Linked DNA regions of Anas platyrhynchos: region 1 is linked to region 2. The links are chromatin contacts, called in public Hi-C maps. All regions are on one chromosome and are shown on one strand. Each heading gives the region's core, a stretch centred on a gene start, on an enhancer-like site or on the middle of the called end of the contact. The rest is flanking DNA. Distances are from core to core; before and after follow the strand shown.

What was found. A called contact is a pair of places that touch in the nucleus more often than the background predicts.
Region 1: a Hi-C map of subcutaneous adipose tissue shows a contact between it and region 2, with 2.1 times the contacts expected there. The contact joins two enhancer-like sites. A contact is called at or near these places in 2 of 8 Hi-C or Micro-C datasets (liver and subcutaneous adipose tissue).

What each region holds. Positions count from the first base shown.
Region 1 is chr14:83,194-86,087 of IASCAAS_PekinDuck_T2T, forward strand. The region is part of intron 6 of REEP2 (receptor accessory protein 2); the gene reads right to left. Among named protein-coding and RNA genes, the nearest start is that of REEP2, 16 kb to the right of the region's middle. Within about 2 kb of position 1,563, at least 2 of the 8 cell types and tissues checked have an H3K27ac peak or open chromatin away from gene starts, as enhancers often do.
Region 2 is chr14:38,955-41,654 of IASCAAS_PekinDuck_T2T, forward strand. It overlaps LOC119718326 (integrator complex subunit 6-like), which reads right to left. Exons shown (of 8, transcript XM_072023452.1): 1 at 1-2,700. Among named protein-coding and RNA genes, the nearest start is that of EGR1, 14 kb to the right of the region's middle. Within about 2 kb of position 1,252, at least 1 of the 8 cell types and tissues checked has an H3K27ac peak or open chromatin away from gene starts, as enhancers often do.

The sequences.
Region 1 (2,894 bases), core at 313-2,812, 45 kb after region 2:
CCCATCTTTGATGAGTCAGTATAGCAATGCATTTTGACTGTTTCTGCAGATATTTTTGATACAGTCTCAGTTGCATATTATAGAAGCCTCGGGCTCAGTCATTAGGAGTACAGTCATTTTTGTAGCCCTCCACTAACGTTACCTCTAACGTTATTTGGTTAAATGCAGAATGCTCCTGTCCAAAGGGTGTGTGGTGCAGTAAGCCTATTTAAAGTGAGAATGTGCTGCAAGAGAAGGCAAATGCATCACACTATGCTACTGGTAACAGTTGCTCTTAAAAGTTTTTTTTTGTTTGTTTGTTTTTTAAATGTCTCCATAGTAGGCAAAATGGAGGTAGTCCTCTGCTTAATAAAAGAAAACATAAGAAATATAGCCAGGTAATGAAAAGATAGGAGCTGAGAAACAGAGCAAGGAGGTAATGGTTTACTTGCAAAGGGGTTAGAGAAATTTTTTTAGGAGAAGCAGCACCTTGAAATGTAAATTTACCTGCAAAACTGCAGGAGAAAGTGTTTGCCACTGTTTCTCTTCATTTCATATTATTTTGATTCCTTGCATTAGCAGTTCTGGCATTGAGCGTTGGGATTCTACAGATAACTGGCATATGAGTGTAACAAAGTCCAGCATTTAGTTCATCCAAAAATGCAGACTTTGTGCGTGCATCCAATTTCACAGATTTATCTGTCCCCTGGAGCTCCCTGCTGGTGCTTCCTCAGCATAACACATCTATTAGAAAATGCTGTGAGATGCCTAGTTCATCAGATCCTCCCCACAGATCAGCTGACCACTGAGGAAAAATTCAAACTTTATTGTTCTGAAGTGATGAAAGGTCCAAGAATAAGTGCATGTAGGTCAAGCCCAGTTTAGAAAGGTAAGACAGAGACAGAAGTTCCGTAAAAGAACAACCAAGCTCTAATCTGTAGGGTGCAGAGTTCAAGTATAGCTTGAGGCTCAGAAAAAGTCAAGAGTATTTCCTGGACAACTTTGTACTGTACATAGCCCGTTTTCCACCCTACCCTGTCTCACAGGACAAGTTCTTAGCTCCTGTGGAAATTTACTGTCTTCATTTACCATTAAAAGCAATTGTTCTCAAAAGTTACTCTGCACACCTCTTTAGATCTCTTCTGAAGCCTACAGGCTTCAAAACAAAACCTAGAAATAACATAAAACTGAGTTATGTTTACAGCATCTTCTAATAGTGCCAAAATCAAGATGAAAGGTAACCAGGAATCCTTTTTCCTCAGTTAACACTAAAGCACAGCCCCATACAGTACAGCGTATGTATTTATACATATACCAGGTCTTAAACATTACATTCAATAGGCTCCAGACCACATATAACAGGAACTCCTGGGCAACCAGCTCTAGGTAGCCCTGCTTGAGTAGAACAATGGGACCAGATGAGCTGCAGAGATCCTCTTCCAATCTCAAACATTCTATGAAATCACATAGCTTCAGAATATCTTTCCACACATTTGGCTTTACACGGCAACTCAGAGAGCAGCACAAGATGATTCAGCCTGGTGCCAAGTTACAAATTCATAATGGGTCAAGCAAGAAAGTCTATAATACTGAACAGTTACAAAGAGCAATGTGATTCAGCATCTCCCCAGGAAGTTGCAGAGTCATGTGGCAATACAATGTCCCCATCAGAAAGAAGGCCATTTTTTCCCCCTTTTTCCAGATTTGTGTCTTAGGCAATAACCCATACTTTCCAGCATTGCATGCAGGTTTGGAAGACAGATAGGAAAACAGCTCAATTCAACAGCTGTTCTCAAGCATACCTTGCCACTTCACAGTTAACAAACAAGTCTCCTCAACACAATGCTCTGTGCAGCCAGAGAACCAGCAGTGTGTTCTATAATCATCCCACTTTCCTCCTAAGGCACATATCTCCTGCTGATTAAGATGGCAAAGGAGAAGTAAAACTCAAAAGTATTGATTTCAATACTTCTGAAATTCAGTACTTTTGAAATTCAGGGTTCTGTAGAAATCTTTTTGTGTTTCTATTTGTGCCTGGGCATATTAGGAAAGGGGTATAAATGCTTACTGAACACAGTGGGTTCTACTGCTAGGTATGGATTTAGCCATTTGCTTCACTGCACAATCAAGCTCATAGAAAATACTAGATGGAAACTACATTCCAGCATTTCCTGCTGAAAACACGGAACAGCTGATAGAAGCATTTTACCAAAACAGCACATTCAGCATTCTCATTATCAAGAGAATTTCTATGCAAGACCATGCCATCCAAAGCAGAACTACATCTAGGAACTCACTGAGAGATCACATGGGTGGTGGCAGATTTGCAGAGGCTTTGATCAAGCAGAGCAAAATATAACGGTCACATTTGTACTAGAAGAAAATCATGTCCATACTAAGACATTTTCTTGCTCTAGGTAAGTTCTGCTCCCTGACATCATCAGCTTCATATCACCCTCAATGGAGTCCATGACTACTCCACACTCTCTTATAACAAAAGTCATTTAATTTCCCTGTACAAGAAGTCAGGGCAAGACTGATCCATTCTTACCCACAGGCTACTGACATCAAGCATCAATGCTGAGTAAAAGATACTTAGTACAGGGTCTAGTTCAGGAGAACAAAAGCAAATCAAAATCCCAAAATTGAGTCTTCAAAAATTCTTCTTATGCTTCAAAGCAGGAGTTCCTGCAAATGACCTGATTCTAGAAAGCATTCTGGAAAGTCACTGTATGAAAATTGAGTAATCCAAGACTATCACAGTACATGCACAAGGAAAAGGCAGGAATATCAGTATAAGGACAGACTAACCCATCCTTGGCCTCCAAATCAAGCCCCTCACAATGAATTAGATAATTAATTTGCTACAGAGATTTTTAGTTTAAAAAGCAAAAAAAAAAAAAAAAAAAAAAAAA
Region 2 (2,700 bases), core at 2-2,501:
CTTTTCATACTCCTATTGTTTTTTCACCTTTTCGCATCTCCCATCCTTAAGTTTTTCCAACATTAGGGCACGCTATTTTTCTTTGGACATCTTGGGGCATGACAAATACACAATGCCATTATTATTATAACAACAAATACGTACTACACAATTCCTGCATAGCGTACTTGTTTAGCCAAAGTATATATATTCCTACACATACACATTTCTGTAGCACAGCGTCACACATTCCTTGAATTCCCCGATGGCTGTCTGGATGTAAAATATTAATATAAAACTAATATTTGCCTTTTCTGATCCACATTTCTTCCACCAGACTTCCTTCAGGTGCTGCAAAGACCTGTATAAGACCAAGTGTTCTAAGAGGTACAAAACATTTTTTTTTCTCAGATGCACCCAGATGGTACACACAAACACGCAGATGGAGAATAAAAGCACTATTTGTCTTATCTAGCTTAATTGGAGAGGGATGTGCATCCCAGGCTCCAAGGTACAGTTAAGGTTATTTAGTATTGCTTTGTGCCTTTCTCAAATATCAGAAGCTAGCTTGACTCCTAAAAAACTTCTTGAAGATAGAAGTGACATTTGCTTTCCTCCAGTGTCTGGGCACTTCTAGTCTCCTTGTCAAGAATGGCCTCACAATGCCATCTCTCTCAGCACCTGTGGGTACATTCCATCAGGGCCCAAGTGACCAGTTTACTTAAGTATTCCTTGTTTGGATCTTCTTTCAAGAAAAAAAAGTCCTTGCTCTACATTGCCTCCTGGTCTCTGTCTGGAACCTGGGATTCCTCTCTTGTTGCCACTCTTGTTGGTAAAGATTAAGGCAAAGAAGGTGTTCAGTATTTCAGCCTTCTCCATTTTCTGTGTCACTTGGTCCCCCATCTCATTCAGCAGTGGGACCCACCTCCCCCCCCCCTTTTTTTTTTGTCTTCCTTTTGTAACCGATGAACTTACAGAAGCCCTTCTTGTCTTTAACCTGGCCAAGCACATCCACCTTAGCTAGGAAATAAAACAGCTTACTACCCATTGAAAATTTAGACAGGAATTTTGAAGAAGGAAAAAACTCAAAATTAAAAATAGTAAATATACATACATATTAATCCAAGAGCCTTAGTCTCAGTTTCCTAAAGTAAAGCAGTAAAGTGAAGGAACCCTAACTGCGTAACTAGATATGACAGTATTCATGCTCAAGACTAGGGATACAGTTACAAGGTCACCTAAGAATTGTTAACATAGATATTTCCTAATAAGAACATCCAAGTTGCTTTTGTTTCTAAACATAAGGTGGCAGCATAGGGACACTAGTATCTGAAGCCTATTAGCATCACCACAAAGAAAGCTGAACACCTGTTAGACAACTGCTCTCTCTAAAGCTGAGAAATTATATCAAGAAATCTCTAAAGCTTGTACAAAAGAACTTTGAGCATAATTCTTTCATCTAATACCACTTGACTAAGCCTATTTTCAAGAGCAACCATAAGCTACCATCTTCCTAGAGGAAAAACACAAAATCCCTGCCACTTCCTCTCCTGCCACAGCAAAATGGGAAAGAGATGTGGCGTTTACTTTCCAGTCATTGCAGATACCCAGACTTTCAAGTCCATGAAGTGATGGCACACATTAGTATAACTTTCCTTCTTCTCTGCTTAGAATCACAATACTCCCTGCTACAGGAGGCATAAAAAATATGACTTCTTCTGTCTAGCATTCCTTCTTCAGAAAATGAAGGATTTTCCCTGCTTCTGAGCATGTCTCCTTCAGACAGAAGGAGTTTCTAAAACCCAGCTTGCAATAACACTGTGTATTTCTAATGGAACCTATATACACTTACACTATGCCGAATTCTGCTTAAGCAAAAGAACATTATCAGGTAGATCCAGATGCATAACAGCAAAATAGTAAGATCTGTAGCTAGCTAAAAGAAGGAGACATTCAGTATTAAATACTTTTTCTTATTTACTTTACTCATTCTGGGTAGAACTAGTTTTGTGATCAGCCCTCTTCTCTGTAGCATATTCTTTCTTAAGCACTATTTTATAAACCACCCACTTTCTCTAAGACTTATGGGAAAAACCTTAGCTATGTTGACAAACTTCCATTATCATAGCTTAATAATCTAAATGACTATGATGCAAGACAGACAGATGCATGTGCAACAGCAAAATGATTTATTACGACTCTCAATATTATCCCCATCACCATTAGCTGGCAGAGGGATCCCCAATCTATTGTACCAAGAGCTGTTGGATTACAAACCCCAGGGGCACTAAACACAGACAGTGCAGGTTTCCCAGGAAAAAAGTCTGTGTCTTGAGGCCAAGGAACTCAGGAAGACTCTTCAGTGACACCTTCAGTGTCAACTTGAGCTGGCAACACCTGTGCTGTGAAAAAGGGAAAAGTCCGCAGACAAAAAAATGCAAGGCTCATGACAGGGAACAGTTCTGGGGCAGATCCTCCTCGGAAGGTAAAGGCTTTGTCACTGAGGATTACACCTGAGGATGAATGCTATCCTAAGGGAGATTTAGGCTCTAGTGATTTGCAACGTGTTTATCAGCAATGTGACTCCCTAGGATTATGACTTGCCAACCAAGTGCAGGAAATAGGAACCAAGGAAGAGTTGGGCAGACTTTCTAGAAGTGCAAGGAAAGATGCACAGGGTACATCTATGGTGATATGAAGGACACAGAGAAGAAAAAAAAA